Regions from separate parts of the Mus musculus genome. Here region 2 is linked to region 1. The links are chromatin contacts, called in public promoter capture Hi-C maps. All regions are on one chromosome and are shown on one strand. The core of a region is the stretch at or near the end of the contact, and the rest is flanking DNA. Distances in the headings are between cores, read along the strand shown.

Region 1 (4,074 bases), core at 971-3,470:
GATCTAATTCCATAAAATGTGGAAACCTGATGGAGACAGCATCTTTTATATGGCGCAGGGTGGTTTAGCACTGTGATCCTCTTACTTCAGCCTCTTAAGACCTGAGACGTGTAAGCAAGCATCACCTGGAGTCACCATGACAACCGGAGGGGGAAAAATATTTTTTGAGACAAGGTTTCATGTAGCCCAGCTTTCTGATATTGGCTTACAGGTACATACTGAGCTCTCGTGAATGGCACCCAGCTCAAGTGAACAACTTTCACTTAAAAACTTACCACCCGGCACAGAAAGGCTATCCCACAGAACTGGCTCCTTTTTATACAATGTGAAAAGAATCGTGTCATTTCCAATCTTGGCTTTGCTCTTCCCATCATCTATAGGAGCATAGAGAAACAGCTCAAATAAAAATGGAGGAAAGTTAACCTGTTCAGACGAGAGAGAGAGAGAGAGAGAGAGAGGCATTGAGTTAGTTACACAAATTAAAGACACTGCCATCTTAAAAAAAAAAAGCTGGAGAGACAGCTCAGTGGTTAAGAGCACTTATTCTTGTAGACAACCTGGGTTCTGTTCCCAGCACCCACATGGAAACTCCCAACCCTCTGAAATCCAGTTCCAGGGGATCTGACATCCTCATCTGAACTCCTAGGGCATCAGACAAGCACATGGTACACATTCATGCACAGAGCCAAATCTGCAACACACATCAATAAAGGTAAATCAAAAAAATTTACAACCGTTTATTCCAGAAAAAAAAAAAAAAAAAAGCAAACATGCTAGGGTGGGGACATAGTTCCTGGTGTGGTGTCCCAGGCCTGTTATCCGGGCACTCAGGAGGTAGAAGCAGGGTGCTCAGACATCCCAGGCCATTCTCAGCTACGAAGTGAGGGAGCCAGTTTGAAGCCAGCCCTCCCCTTCTCCATCCCGGTGTGTGTGTGTGTGTGTGTGTAAAATGTTTCTCAAAACCCCACTGAATTTATTCCAGGCAGCATAATTTAGCAAAGCATATGAGGACGCAATAGATGAAAGCAAATCTGGAACCTGAATATGTCTAGATGACACCACACTGACAACAGATTTGTTTTTGTTGTTGGTTTGGTTTTTTTGTTTTTTTTTTTTAGATATTTTTGTTTGGTTGGTTGGTTGGATGGTTGGTTTTGTTTTGCTTTGTTTTTTGGTTTCTCGAGACAGGGTTTCTCTGTGTAGCCCTGGCTGTCCTGGAACTCACTCTGTAGACCAGGCTGGCCTCGAACTCAGAAATACGCCTGCCTCTGCCTCCCAAGTGCTGGGATTAAAGGTGAGCACCACCACTGCCCAGCTGTTGTTTTAATGACAACGTTGTGCGCATGTGTGTGGGTCTGAGTGCCATGGCACGCAGGAGGAGGTCAGAGAATTGTGAGAAATTGGTTTTCTCCTTTCTGGGGACGGAACTGCAGCTGTCAGGCTTGGTGGTAGTGCATTAACTCATTGGCCCATCTCAGCAGCTTTAGACTTGTTTATCAACTTTAAGTTGAGGTTTAGCCAGGGATGGGAGAGCATCCCATTAATCCCAACACTTGGAAGTCTGAGGCAGGAGGATTGCCAGTGTGGGCTACAGAATAAGACACCCTCCACCCTGCTCACACCCCTGTAGCTATTGGGGCTGGAGAGATGGTTCAGTGGTTAAGAGCACTTATTCTTCCATCCTGCGTGGCTCACAACCATCTGTAACTCTAGTTCTAGGAGATCTGACCCCCCTCTTCTGGCCTTCGCAGGCATTTGCACACACCTGATGCACACTCATGAATGCACGCATTCATACATTTAATATATACATAGTTACTAGAGATGTAGCTCAGTGGCTTGGCATACACAGGATGCTGGGTTTGATCCTTAGCATAACAAAAATAAATTAATTAAGGGTAAAAAATGTAAATTAAAAATTAACTTTAAAAAAGTAAAGCCATGGACACTCTACAAGACAGCTCCTGCTCCCGGGGCGCACAGCAACTGCATCTCCGCCCCGCCCACCTTCAGGTAACTTTCCCCACAGAATACGTCAGCATCGCGCACGCAGACGCCCCGCAAAGGCAGCGACAGGAAGATCGTGGCCGGCGTCTGCTGCCAGCTGAACTCGCTCACTCGCACTGGCATGGCGGGACCAGGGACTGCACAGCCACTTTACGTCGCTAGGAAGCCGATCGGGTTGCTAGGGAAGCGGGGATTGCGGGGTTGCCATCACTTCCGGCCCTTAGGGTCCTTCCGGGTCAGGGGTCCAGTAGGACCCTCGGTCTCCCACTATGTTGGGTATTGCAGTTGTCGGTAGTCCTACTTGAGTCTGGAGTATCTGTGTCCCCGCTGCCTCTGAGAGAATGAGGACGAAGTAGAGCAGAACACGGAAACGAGAGGGCTCGGGGACAGGAGACTGCCGTGCGCAGGCACTGCTTCCCAGAGGATCCGAGTTCGAGGCTCAGCACCCGTGCTCGGCGTCTCTCAAGCGCCAGGAGCTCCAATCTGATACCCTCTTCTGGCTTCCGAGGGCACCGCACTCACACGCAGGCACAACTTAATTACATACAAATAGTTTAAAGTGACTTTTTGCTAAAGGAGAAGAGAAGCTGTGGTGTGGCTCCCTGGGAGAGGCTGGGTTGTATTCCCAGCTCTGGAAAGGAAAAAGCTTGGAGCTTTAGGATGCAGAGGGATATGGGTCGGCAGAGCTGGAATGTGTACATTGTGACAGCAAGGCACATTTAGAGTCAGGACGTTTGGTTTGCTCTGACCATTTGCTGTGTGGTAGCCTGTAATCTCACGACTTGAGCAGAGCCCTCAGTTGGAGACCCACCCTGATAAACACAAATATTCTGTCTCAAAATACAAAGCAACGTTTGATGTTCAGGGGCTGACGCCGTCACCCATCCTAGGAGCACTGGTGTGTACATTCCCTTAACCCTGGGAAGGGACCTAAACTTCAATTTTTGAGACCCAAAAGCCTCACAATAAACTTTGCTGCAATTCCATAGTAGGATCTATTGGATTTAAACTGATCCATTTCCCAGTAGCTTACACTGGACTTCAATAATACACACCGAACTTCAGCTGCCAAGAAACTTGAAGGCCGTGTAGTTCAGCCCAACGTCTTTAGTGCCATGTGCATTGTTAGCAGAAAAATGACTGAGATCTTTCATTTATTCTAAATGCTCCTTCTACACTACTTCCTTAGGCCCAGTTTCTACATTACGCGAGTCTGATGTGAATGATAAATGTAATTAAGTACTAGAGAAGTTATTTGCACATAGAATGCTGCATTTTAAACTAGAAAAAAAAAGTTTGGAGAGCATTTAGGGAAATGTTTAAACTCCAGCATAATTTATTGCAGAAAGTTTAGGATCAGTAGAGTTGGTGTTAGTATCTCTCCCTTCCTGATCCTGACCTGTTTTGTCAGCAGATCATTATCTCAAACTTCTGCTCCTTTGTCAGTCCTTCTGAGCAGAGAACCTAACATCCTGCTGATTTGTTTCACTTTCATCCTGCTTTTTGCCATTTCCCTCTTTTTATTCTATTCTTGTTCCTAGCATGTTGTCTCAAGCTCTTGTGTCTTTTCTGGCTTCTACAGGCACTGTATACACACACAGACACACACACACACACATACACACATGCACATACTTAAAAATAAAAAATTGGGGCTGGTGAGATGGCTCAGTGAATAAGAGCACCGACTGCTCTTCCAAAGGTCCTGAGTTCAAATCCCAGCAAACACATGGTGGCTCACAACCATCTGTAATGAGATCTGGCGCCCTCTTCTGGTGTGTCTGAAGACAGCTACAGTGTACTTACATATAATAAATAAATAAATCTTTAAAAATAAAGATAAAAAAGAAGTCAGGCAGTGTGCCAACACACCTTTAGTCCCAGTGCTTGGGAGGCAGAGGCAGGCATCTATTTCTGAGTTCGAGGCCAGCCTGGTCTACAGAGCAAGTTCCATGACAGGCAAGGCTGCACAGAGAAATCCTATCTTGGAAAACCAAATAAATTATAAAATACTAAAGGACTTGATGGGCTGAGGAGGTAGCTCAGGTGGTAGAGAGCTTGCTTAGC
Region 2 (4,074 bases), core at 453-2,952, 150 kb before region 1:
GAAAAAAGAACAAAAAATAAACAAACCAACTTTTACATACTAGGGTAGCAGTTTTTCACTTTTTAGAAGTCTACAGAACAATGGACTTTAGGATCGTGTGAGTATGAGAAATAAAGAAGCAGGCACACTGCGGGGCCCATGCTCAGGCCAGGCCACCACCCGCACTCACCACCGTGAGCTCCTTGCCAGCTGCTTTCCGGAAGGCTTTAGTCCACCTGACCTTGCGTGGGTTTCTCTTCTTCTTAAAGTTTTTATGACACTTGGATTTGCAGAATCGGAACACCTACAGGACACTCAAGTTAAAATACCGAGGAGCTGAAGAGTCAACAATAAAAATGTTTCTACATGCCCCCCCCGGCCCCCCCCAGCCAACCAAAAAGAAAAAGCAAACAAACAAAAAACTACTGTAAAGCAAAAAAAAAAAAGACACTCACATAAGAACTAAGGACAACACCTAGAATCACATGCGACATCAGAACAGAAGGACACTCAAGTGTTTGATGGGTGTCCGACATCATCTCTACCAGGCTAAGCACCCGGAAACCATCACTAATCACTTTAGAGAATAATACCTTACACTGGCCTTAAGTGAAGGAATAGTCTAAGAAAAAGCTCCTTAAAGACCTTCTCAGCCGGGCGTGGTGGCGCACGCCTTTAATCCCCAGCACTTGGGAGGCAGAGGCAGGCGGATTTCTGAGTTCGAGGCCAGCCTGGTCTACAAAGTGAGTCCCAGGACAGCCAGGGCTATGCAGAGAAACCCTGTCTCGGAAAAAAAAAACAAAAAAAAACAAAAAAACAAAACAAACAAACAAACAAAAAACAACAACAACAACAAAACGCTATCTGGAGCCTGGCAGTGGTGGCGCACGCCTTTAATCCCAGCTCTTGGGAGAGACAAGAGGCAGGCGGATTTCTGAGCCTGGTCTACAGAGTGAGTTCCAGGACAGCCAGAGCTATACAGAAAAACCAAACCCTGTCTCGAAAAACCAAAAATAATTAATAATGCAATTTCTGTGTGTCACTGGAAGCAACATAAAAAGTAAGCCTTTGAGGTTACTGGGCGCTAGCAAAGAAAGCTGAGTATGGTAACTAAAATGTGTGACCCGCTCAGAAACAGAAACCTAAACTAAGAAAGCCTGTGCATGCGGCACAAATCATAATGCTTTTGCTTACATACTTCATTCCGTGAGAACCTTCAAGAAGTGGGATAGTGAAGGCTGCCGAAGTAGCCAGTTAATCCCCCCCAAAGAACCCCCATGCTGTCTTTCTCCTAGCTCATCTCCAGCAACAATGCAAAAGTCTATAAGGCTCAGGCACCATGTCCATTAACCGCTACAGACAACCCCACCTCCCACTGTACGAGAGCATGAGCCTCCTTAAGCATTAATTCGACCGACTTCCTGACCCTGCGGCAAGCCGGGTGGCCTGCGGATGAGATGAGCGTCTGACAGCAACGAGGAGACCTCGCCGGCAGTGAACCGACGCCGGGTCCAGCCCAGGCCACTCCACGGCGTTCAGAACCCGGCGCGAGCAGAGCGCGCTCCAGTCCCCGAGCCGTCCGGAGCGTGCGGGCCACGGCCGCCTCACCTTGCAATCGTTGCGGACGAACATCATGCCGTGCCCCGGGTAGATCGGCCCGGAGCAGAAATAACACTTTTCGATCCTCATGTTGACCCCGCGTGGGACCCACCTTCGGGACGCGGAGCTGGAGAGGAAGTGGTACGTCACTTCCTAGTCGCCGGAAGCGAGTCCCTGACCCGACCCGGAAATGGTATCTTAGAATATGAATGAGCTGAAGGTAAAGGCACCACCTGACCCGCGTGTGCGCAGCAGCAGCAGCAGCAGCAGCAGCAGCAGCAGCAGCAGCAGCAGCAGCAGCGTCCCGCGCAGACGCAGAGGCTATAGACTGCATCTGGGAGTTTGACTTTTTGGTTCTGTGAGATCTACCGTACGGGCGCTTTGGAATTTTTCCCGGTATACTCATTCCATAGCGCTATTGCGGTGCTTGTGCTTTGCCACGGGCACGCTCCCCCACACCGGATTGTACCAAAGTCTGCTTTACTCCAGGCTTGTCTTCCCCAAAGGACTTGGCAGGAGTACACAACTAAAACCTTCCACCCGGGGCTGGTGAGATGGCTCAGTGGGTAAGAGCACCCAACTGCTCTTCTGAAGGTCTGAAGTTCAAATCCCAGCAACACATGGTGGCTCACAACCATCCCTAAAGAGATCTGACTCCCTCTTCTGGAGTGAATGAAGACAACTACAGTGTACTTACATATAATAAAACAAAATAAAATTAAAAAAAAAAAAAAAAACTTCCACCCTGGTCTTAGGAGAGCAACCTACTCAAAGTCAGGACAGCTTGGACGAGTTGGTTCTTTCCTCTCACCATGTGGGTCCAAGGGATGCTTAACTGATTTTGTATTTTGGCAGAGGGTCTCGTTTTGTGTAATCTGGAACTGGCTATGTAAACCAAGCTGGACTCGATCTAATAAGAGATCTCCCTACCTCTGCCTCCTTAGTACTGGGATTAAAGGGGTGTGCTACCAGGTGCTGGAGAGATGGCTCTAGGGTTAAGAGCACTGGTTGTTCTTCCAGAGGACCCAGATTTGATTCCCAGAACTCACATGACAGTTCACAACCATCTGTAACTCCAGTTCCAAGGGATCTGATGCCCTCTTCTGGCCTCCACAGGCACCGGGCATACATACACACAGTACACTGACATATATGTAACCAAACTTCCTACACATATAAAATAAATTTTAAAGGAGAGGGGCTGAAGTGATGAGCACTGCTCTTCCAGAGGACCTGGGTCCAGAGGACTTATAGGCAAAATACCAATGCACGTGAAAATAAAAATAAAATATTTTAAAGGGGAGGGGTGGGAGCTGGAGAGATGGCTCAGCGGTTAAGAGCACTGATTGCTCTTCCAAAGATCTGAGTTCAAGTCCCAGCAACCACATGGTGGCTCACAACCATCCCTAATGAGATCTGACACTCTCTTCTGGTGTGTCTGAAGACAGCTACAGTGTACTTACATATAATAATAATAAATAAATCTTTTTTTAAAAAAGGAGTGTACTACCATGCCTTGCTATTTTTTAAATCGTATTATTTTATGTGTTTTACTTGTTTAGTATGTGCACATTGTGTGTGCTGTGCCAGCCAATGTCAGAAGAGGGCATAGGATCCCGGGAACTGGAGATAGAGATAGGTGCGAGTCTCCATGTGGACCCTGGGACTGAACCCAAGTCCTCTGGAAGAGCAGCCAGTGCTCTTAGCCTCTGAGTCATCTCTCCAGTGCCTCGTTCTGTTTTTGAGGTCTCCGTCTCAATATACAGCACAGGGTTCCCTAGAAATCATGATCTGTGCTGATACTGTAGAGGTGTGCCACCATACTGGCTTGATATTTACCTGCTGATCGTATATTGAAATATTTAAAATATGGTCTGAGAGGCCAAACCTACTCCATCTTGGGACCAGCCTCCATCTTAAAGCAAGCCTGAGACTTGGCCTGCAGCTGAACCCAAGCTGCACCCAAGTACCAGGAAGGACCCCAGGGCTTGTCCTGGGCCAGAGTTACTCCCTAGCTACTTCCTAGCAACAGTTAATCAAAGATTAGTCTGATTGTTTCAAATGTACTTTCAGACCATTTGTCATTGTATACAGTCTTGCTTCAGAGTACCCACCTGTTGTCATACAATAGTTACTCAATTAGATACGTGCCAGGCTAAAGTCCCCTTGCTTGCTCACAATTTCTTATAAAGCCTTGACCCCCTAAGACCTCGGGGCTACAGATGGCAGTGTGGCCCCAGCTCAAGCTTATAATAAAGACCCTAATGTGTTGCATCAGAATCGTCTCCTTGGTGGGTTTTTGGGATTCATGAACTTCCTGGCACAACATTTTAAGTAAAACATACTACCCCTGGATGGTGCACATAGTCCTAGTACTCAGGAGGCAGAGGCGGGCAGATCTCCAAGAAGCCCAGAACAGCCAGGGCTACATAGAGAAACCCTGTTTTGAAAAGCATTAAATTCAGCCGGGCGTAGTGGCGCACGCCTTTAATCCCA

Evidence for each region. Capture Hi-C pulls out chosen DNA fragments and counts their contacts.
Region 2: a promoter capture Hi-C map of liver shows a contact between it and region 1. The contact joins the promoter of Rsl24d1 here to the promoter of Dnaaf4 in region 1. A contact is called at or near these places in 17 of 39 promoter capture datasets (the C10 cell line, the HPC-7 cell line, HPC-7-derived erythroid cells and 12 more), 1 of 15 datasets of contacts at CTCF or cohesin (CD8 T cells), 39 of 484 Hi-C or Micro-C datasets (B cells, the Ba/F3 cell line, CD4 T cells and 19 more), 24 of 115 datasets of contacts at active chromatin or transcription factors (the SCID.adh cell line, bone marrow-derived macrophages, effector CD8 T cells and 12 more) and 4 of 9 other capture datasets (adipose tissue, embryonic stem cells, liver and 1 more).

The regions. Positions count from the first base shown.
Region 1 is chr9:72,956,931-72,961,004 of GRCm38.p6, reverse strand. Dnaaf4 (dynein axonemal assembly factor 4) reads right to left here and starts at 2,220. Exons shown (of 9, transcript NM_026314.3): 1 at 2,008-2,220; 2 at 276-423. The coding sequence starts at 2,130.
Region 2 is chr9:73,111,097-73,115,170 of GRCm38.p6, reverse strand. Rsl24d1 (ribosomal L24 domain containing 1) reads right to left here and starts at 1,702. Exons shown (of 6, transcript NM_198609.2): 1 at 1,588-1,702; 2 at 170-283. The coding sequence starts at 1,668.